Linked DNA regions of Zea mays: all the other regions are linked to region 3. Evidence: chromatin contacts called from public Hi-C data. All regions are on one chromosome and are shown on one strand. Each heading gives the region's core, a stretch centred on a gene start, on an enhancer-like site or on the middle of the called end of the contact. The rest is flanking DNA. Distances are from core to core; before and after follow the strand shown.

Region 1 (2,794 bases), core at 261-2,760, 260 kb after region 3:
TCCTAGTAGTTTAAAATTGTGTTGCCCTCTACTTTATGCTAAAATCACACTTATATTTTTCGGTTGTCACCAATATTTTATTATTCTTTTGATGGATTAAAATTTAGGTGAAAATGTCTAATAATGTGATATTAATGTTCTCTTCTTTGTTAGTTCCTAGAACATGTACGTCGTTTTAGTTTTAGTTAGTGGTGCAGACACGCTCAATAAAGTTATCTTTCTTAGGGCTTGTTTGGGAGTAAGTGGAATGAAGGGTATTGATAGGGCTAGAATCACTGACTATTTAAAATTGAATAGTAGAGGATTATAACCCCTCCAACCCCCTCTATTACCCTTACTTCCAAATAAACCCTTAAGGACAGCTTGGTTCCTAGGTATTAGTCTCTCTATTTTATTATATTTTATTAGTTCCTAAATTGCTAAATACAGAAACTGAAATAGAGTTTTAATTTTCGTATTTGAAAATTTAGTAACTAAAAATAAAATAAAATAAAGAAACTAAAAATTAATCCCTAGAAACCAAACACTCCTTAAGAAGTGCTAAAACCTCATCCACCCTATATTTAGGGAATATTCTCCTCCTCTATCACACAACGTCTTCTAAACAATACTGACATTCATTCACCCTCTATATATGGAGGTTCTTTCCTCCCTCCTCTATCAATTTTAATGTCTTAAATAACAGATTTAGCAAAACTAAAATATGCATAAAATATTTTAGAGTGTGACAAATACATACATATAAAAATTAAAAATAAAATGTCTTTAAAATTTGGTATTTAGTATAGAAAACCAGATATAGAGAACGTGGCTGTAGAGAAAAAATATAGATGAGAGAATATTTTAAAGAAGATAGTAAAGAATCCATATATATCAATATATAAGATGAATATAGAGTACCTTGTTAAGACAGTGTAAAGCGCTCTCAAGCAATCAGGCCGGCACATCACACTTAGAGATGGCAATGGGTACCCGCTACCCGAAACCCGGTGGGTTTTTGCTCTATTAGGGTATGGGTTTGGGTCAATTTCTCTACCCATGGGTTTGTTAATGGGTTCAAATGGAAACCCAACGGGTACGTGGGCATGGGTTTGTTCTTCCACTACCCATACTCGCAAACCCATGTGTTTTTTAAAACCCGCCTTAAAATTAACATTCCTTATAAATATGTCTCATAATATTATTAATTGAATATGTTCTAATTGAAATAAACTTCATGTAACAAATTTTAGGCTAAAATTAGTTATCACTTGTTCCTTTTATGCTAGCTTATTAATGTATTGATTGTCATTTACATGATAAATTATTTTTTATGTTGAAGTTAGTGAGTATGGGAAACCCGTTGAGTACCCGAAACCCGCATGGGTACGGATTTGGCCAAAATTTTATACCCGTCATGGGTATGAGTTTTTTAGCGGACATATTTTTTTTCGTAGGTATGAGTTTGGGCAAATAATACCCTGCGGGTTTTTACCCATTGTCGTCTCTAATCCCACTCACAACGCATCTGCAACTGCGCGTGACAGGGTCACGGCGGCTGGGCGCGAGACGCGGCCCTGCGCCCACGCCAGCCGCCAGCCGCCGCCCATTTCCCTTTCGTCCCCGCAAGTGCTTCTTATCCTCTCGCAGTCTCGCTCTCGAGCCTCGCGTCGCAGCCCTCGTCGCATAGGCGTGCATCCAGCATCCTCTCCCGGATAAATACCTGGGGGCAAACAGCCCGGCTCTCCTCGCTTTCCCTTCACGCACGCACGCACGCACGCTCGCCAAGAGCAAAGGCGGCCGGACGGGGGGCGGCGGGGGCGGGGCAGAGCGGAGCGGAGCGGTTTGTCTCCACGCCTGACGTCTCCCTCTTCCCCGCTGTCCGCAGCTTCGGTGCTTCCTTCTCCCGTTCAGGTGTTTCCTCTGCGCTTTTTCATATCCTGGTTTGTATATAGGAGGACGACCAATCTGGCGAACTAGCCCCGAGTAGCGGCGAAGTTTGCCACAGACGTGACGTTTCCTTCCCTTGCCCGTGGTTGCCATTTCGACGGTGGTTTTGTTTCGCGTAGATTAACCGTTGTGGTGTCCTAATATTCGGGCGTCTCTTGCTTGCATCTATGTTCTTGTTGGTTCCATGGCGAATGGCTGTCTTGTGTGGATTGGAATCTAGGGTGAAGCATTGTGCGAGGCCGTTAGGTTTGTTTTTTTCGCGGCGTCAGTAAATGTCTTGATTCATTTACGGCTAGTTTGGGAACTCAAATTCCCTCTAGAATTGGAGGGGAAATTAGCTGAGAGATGGCAGGCAGATACAAACTTTCTGCGATTATTACTAAGAACAATTGAAGGCTCGAGGAAATCAATTGACCTATGCTCATCTCCAAAGTAGAAGTCTCACCAGCCAGACAGGCAGTCATTACAGAACGAGCACCTATGATGGGGATGGAAGTACCTCTCCAACCATTCCCCCTCCCAACCCTACTTTATATTCTATTATTCCTCATATTTCTCCTTCTCTCCAATCATTCTCCCTATTCAGCTCCCCTTTAACTTAGCTATTTATTTTTTACATCAGTTTTTGGAGTTTGTAGTACCGTAATACACATTGTTATCTATTAATTAAACTAAAAAAAATCTAGCCGTAAATACAATTATTAAGTGGAGATTGGGAGACTACAACTCCAACTCTCCACGGGGAAAATGGGGGGGGGGGGGGGGGGGGGGGCGGACGCCCCCACATACACCGGATAGCAGGCAGGGGGCCGTTGGAGGCCACCAGGTGAGTGCAGGGCCCAGTGTTCGGTCAGTGAGGCAGCAG
Region 2 (2,700 bases), core at 96-2,595, 300 kb before region 3:
TGACTGGGGAGCAGACTATGATTAATAGAAAGTTAAGAATGATCAAACAAACAACATATGAGTTCATCAAGATGCCAAAAGGATTTGGCTTTGATGGAACATCTCAACAGAGTAGAAGCTTTGCTCAAGAAAACAAATAACAGCGCACTACCAAAAGCTGACACAAAACTCAGCTTTTAACGGAATTCTAAGCCATAAAGATGGAACCTTCCATTCCCTCAAGGCATACTGGATCATCTTTGGATCAAGGGAAGGATCGGTGAAAAAAAAAGTGCACAACCGAATCCAAGATTCTGGGGTTCTCCGGCTGTGGCCAAAATCAAACACTGCTGAATTACCGAACAAAACTAACTGATGAGTCACTAACACTGAGGTGCAAACCTGACAAAACTAACTTATACCCAACTAAACTGAACCCTCCAGGGGATAACACCCTAGTCTTTACGGATCAACTACGCGGCATACAGCTCACAAAGTCAAACACTTGGCCACCAAAGAAAGGCACCACAAGCTTAACTGAAATCAAGAAACAACGGTACGCCCAACTGGAAAACATACGTCGGAGACCTGATCCGAGTAGGATCCCCTGGTCTGATGGGCTAGACGATCTACCCATTCGACGAAATGCCGAAAAAAGATCAAGTGATCCTGGAGAGCTCAAGATCAAATCTCTCACCGCGCGACGGCCGAGCAAAGTTGGTACGCACGAAAGAGCAATAAAAAAACAGCCAAAACGGAACAGCTGGACTGAATAGCACTACGCCCGCCACCCATCCAACAAAATGCCTGGCCGGCCGGCCAGCACTCCCGATCAATAAACCTCGCGGCACGCAAGCAAGGATCGCCCACCTGGAAGAACAAGGCGCAGCTCGGGGAGACGCCATCCCAGACGAGTCGTCACGGCCTGGACGGACGGAGCAGAACTGAGCTGAGCTGCACGCGAGCACAGGAAGCAGGTGCGGGTCAATGCGACGGGGAGCAGAGCAGGAGCAGAGGCGAGGGCCGGAGGAAGAGGGTGGAGTTTGCAGAGGAGGATCTAATGGCCGCGAGCGGGGCGGGGGCGCAGCGTCCATGTGACGAGAATAGTATAAAATTTGCGCGGGGTGGCGGAGGGGCAGGCTGGGCAGCTGGTGCAAGGAATCGAGCCCGCGGGGGCGGATGGGCCATGTGCGCAGCGAAAAGAATTGCGCAACTGGCGACGCCCTCCGCCCGACTTGTTTAGTCTTCGCTCTCGTGGCTGATTTCTTTTTTCCGTTTCTCGCCGGCCAATCTGGCCGCCGCCCCGTGGTGGTGGTAGTGGTGGGCGCGGAGGGAAGCGACGAGGGGAGGCGGTTAATAAACGCGGCGGGGGAACCGGGCGGACGGGGGAGTTTTTTAAATGATGGCTGCGGTCGTGCGGGGTAACGAGCTCGCCGAGTCAGCCGCCTGAGTGCCTGGTACCATGCTTCTGGAGTTCTGGGCCATGGTCATGGTCTATTGGTCTCATGGACGTCCTAGCTTGGATTTGCGTCCGTATAATGTGACGACGCACAATTATATTTAATACCTATAAAAATAAATTTAATATTAAAGTAAACATATAATTCATATATTAAATATTAGAGTGATAAAAACAAATATTATATTTTATTTTATCTAAAAGGCCAACAAAGTTTATGAGTTCAAAAAGAGTCTAATCTGTTTTTTTATAGCTTGCTCGATCGCTTATTGTCCTTCAGCTAACGAGGTGATACATATGAGAGTCCTGAGTTATGTGTGGCTTTTTGTCGTATTATGTTTGAGTGATTTATCATAACACATATGTTGTGTAACAATCAGTAGCGGACCAAGCTGCTACGCTTAGGGTGTGCCGAAAAAATATAAAAAAAGAAACAAAAAAAACAAAGATCAATAAAACTCGAACCTTGACTGTCAAGTTCAAAAGATAGTATTTACATCACTATGCTAACTAATCTTATATGATCTTAGAGTGTGCCGTGGGCCACATAAACCACCCACTAGGTCCGCCCCTAGTAACAATATATAAGGCCCATTGTTGGACAAGAAGTGGGAGACAAGGATATATTTACGCGTTTTGTATGTGACGTAAGAAATTGGTGCTTTAAAAAGGATAAGGATTATCATATATTTTATTTTTCTAGTTTTACGTCCACTTTCTCTTTGATCAGTTTATAAAAACAATTTCGAGGTATTTTTTACCTTCTAAATATTTATTCCTATGAATTTCCCTTTTTGTTTGCGACAAAAAAGCATCGCTACGAATGTATAGTAGGGTCACAGTCCCGACAACACCCAAATGATTCGTACTACTATACTCCTTGGTCTAACATTGTTTTGTCTGATGCCGAAAATCCGGAAATCATGTGATTTTTATTACAAGGGCCATAAAAACTAACTAGCCCACTATTATCATAATAGAAAATTGAAATACTTTCATAGTTAAACAATTTTGGTGTACTTTTGGCTTACCTAGTAAAAATGAATAATTTTCATCGGTCATAACACAGTTGATGAAAATTATCTAATTTTATCGGTAAAAAGATAACAATTAGTAATTTTCATCAACTATCAGAAACCAGACCAAATATAATAGTGTCAAACAGTAGATGAAAATTAAGTGTTTACACCGTTTGATCGGGCCTCCCTCTTTCTTCCTCCTCTCACTCTACTTGTACGGTATCGTGTCACCACATCGTGATG
Region 3 (2,712 bases), core at 57-2,556:
GCGCACCGGACACTGTCCGGTGCACCACCGGACAGTCCGGTGCCCCCAGACTCAGCAGATTCTTGGCTGCTCGAGCCAAGACATTTCCAATTGGATTTTTCCTGTTTCCAGCACTTAGACACAACACATTAGTCCATAGAACAATGTACTAAGTCTGAGAAACATACCTTTATCCTTGATTTGTACTTTGTCCACCTTTTTACACTAGGGCACTTGTGTTGGACACTAAATCACCAAAATACTTAGAAATGGCCCAAGGGCACATTTCCCTTTCAACTGCGCCCCCTCGCCCCATGACCTTCGCCTCCACGAAGTCACTCCCCCTGAGAACCCCGCTCTACGCCCCCCTGACAACCTCGCTCCCCTCTCGTGACCTCCACCTTCGTGTCGTCTCCCCCAACCCCACCCCGGGAACCCCGCTTCGCGCCTCCCTCGCCCCGACAACCTCGCTCCCCCGTCGCCACCGCCTGGGTCAGGTCGGATCCACGTTTGGCGGCCCGTTGTCCAGGTGCGCGGCAGGAGAAGAGGTACCTGATGACCTAGCAGAAGTCCCAGTAGTATATCTCCCAGAACCTGGATGCCTCTGCCTCCCCTTCGCGCTCGATTGCGCACACGCCCCCACCCCATGACCTTTGCCTCCACGTCGTTATTCCCCCCGAGTACCCTGCTCCGCGCCCCCTGTCGTCTCCCCCAACCACTCGCCTGAGGCCTACCTCGGGTGGGAGACACAGTCACGACTCACCCGAGGCCGACCCGGGCGACAGATGTAGTCACGACTCGCCGAGGCCTAATGCGAGAGACGCAGTCACGACTCGCCCGAGGCCAACCTCGGCCGGGAGACGCAATCACGACTTGCACGAGGGCTACCCATGTCGGGAGACGCAGTCACGACTCGCCAGAGGCCGACCTCGGGCGGGAGATGCCGTCACGACTCGCTCGAGGCCAACCTCGGGTGGAAGACGCAATCACAACTCGCCCGAGGCCTACCTCAGACGGAAGACGCAGTCACGACTCGATCGAGGCCGACATCGGACGGAGACACATTCACGACTCGCCCAAGGCCGACCTCAGGTGGGAGACGCAGTCACGACTCGCTCGAGGCTAACCTCAGGCGGAGACGCAGTCACGACTCGCCTGAGACCAACAATAACAATACATAAAGTTGTTTTACAATATTGATAATGTTTGCCACACAGAATTTACATATTATATTAATGTTTGTTGTTGTGTATATATGTTTAGTACAAATTTTTTACTCCCGTCAATGAGAAAAGGAAGAGAAAAAGAAAGAAACATGCTTGCTACTTGCTAGCGTTGGGTTATCTGTTTGAGGTATTGGGCCAAAATGTAAGAGTAGAAACAACCCCAGCCGCCGCCAACCCCAACCCCGTTCTCCGGCCCGCCGCTCTCTCTCTCCTAGTCCCCTTCTATCGTGGCAACGACGAGCGACAGTCGCTGCCGCCCTACGGCAGGTGCCCAGGTCTTCTTCGGTCCCTTCGCCGTCGACGAGCACTACCAGGTACGCGCACCCCTTTATCTTCCCTTCCCTGCTGCGCGAAGCCGTGCACCCAAACCCTGTACTCGGATCTGATATACTTACAAGTGTATACGTGTATTATGCTTACTAGCTTCGATTGTCTTGCAAAAAAAAAAAATATGTCGGGTGTACATGTGTACACCCATGTCCTTTACTTGGTCCGCCCTTGTCCCTTAATGTAGCTGGAAAGGGTAGGCCTTCGTGTTATGATTATGAATCTGTGCCCTAGATTGTGACTTCAGAATCGGGCGCTACCATTCCATGCCGGTGCTTAGATTTTGACTTCGGAGAGAGTTGCAAAAAAAAAAAAATCATGCACTTGACTCGGTGATGCTTTTGCTGGTAGTGAATTCGTGAATGTGAGCTGTGTTTCACTTTGTCAATTCCCAGTATATGGAACTAATTAGACTGAATTGTCAATGATAACACAAATTTGATGGTTGCTTGTAACAGTTTTCTTTCGTTATTAACAAAAGAGCAACGATTTGGGAACGTGGTGTCCAGGGGCTTAATAGTTCTCAAATATGTGGACTAAGTGTGTGAACTCTTAGGTTGTACACATATTGTAATTTATGCAAATTTCAAGCTTAATTGTTGAACTTAAGATATTATGTGATGTTTTAAATTATATCATACTTTTTTATACTTATATACTGAAACGGTTGGCAAATCTTATAGTTGTTTAACTAATTATACCATACTTTTTTTATACTTATATACTGAAACGGTTGGCAAATCTTATAGTTGTTTAACTAATTGCTCATTCGAATGTCAGAAAATCTTATAGTTGTTTACCTAATTGACCATTGGAATATATCAAATGTATGTTGGAGTATTGGCTCAGCATGGACTTGAAATTAAAATCCTGGATTAGCTGCTGTTTGTTACTTTGTTTGTACCACCAGCTCAGGGATTAATCTGTTTGGAAAATCATTATAGTTTCTTGGACATAAGATATTTGTTGCTAGAATTCCATTTTTTCCCATTGAATTAAACATAGCTTTGTTCTACAAACACACACATGTATGAGCATTTCATGTAAAACAATGTTACCGCTTTTCTTCATATTCAATATCTAGGACATTTAGCTTCTCTAGGTTCCTGTGTAAATAAAAGCGTGTGGTAATACTCCTGGCCACTGAGGGTCGGCACTAATGGCCCTGCATGTTTTAGCT

The links. A called contact is a pair of places that touch in the nucleus more often than the background predicts.
Region 1: a Hi-C map of leaf shows a contact between it and region 3, with 6 times the contacts expected there. The contact joins the promoter of LOC100191538 here to the promoter of LOC100193655 in region 3. A contact is called at or near these places in 4 of 25 Hi-C or Micro-C datasets (ear, leaf and tassel).
Region 2: a contact with region 3 is called in a Hi-C map of ear, with 2.7 times the contacts expected there. The contact joins the promoter of LOC103638868 here to the promoter of LOC100193655 in region 3. A contact is called at or near these places in 5 of 25 Hi-C or Micro-C datasets (ear, endosperm, leaf and 2 more).

The regions. Positions count from the first base shown.
Region 1 is chr9:113,584,462-113,587,255 of Zm-B73-REFERENCE-NAM-5.0, forward strand. LOC100191538 reads left to right here and starts at 1,511. Exons shown (of 5, transcript NM_001136969.1): 1 at 1,511-1,893.
Region 2 is chr9:113,018,591-113,021,290 of Zm-B73-REFERENCE-NAM-5.0, forward strand. LOC103638868 (probable histidine kinase 1) reads right to left here and starts at 1,346. Exons shown (of 13, transcript XM_020544106.1): 1 at 850-1,346.
Region 3 is chr9:113,322,671-113,325,382 of Zm-B73-REFERENCE-NAM-5.0, forward strand. LOC100193655 reads left to right here and starts at 1,307. Exons shown (of 2, transcript NM_001138749.1): 1 at 1,307-1,519.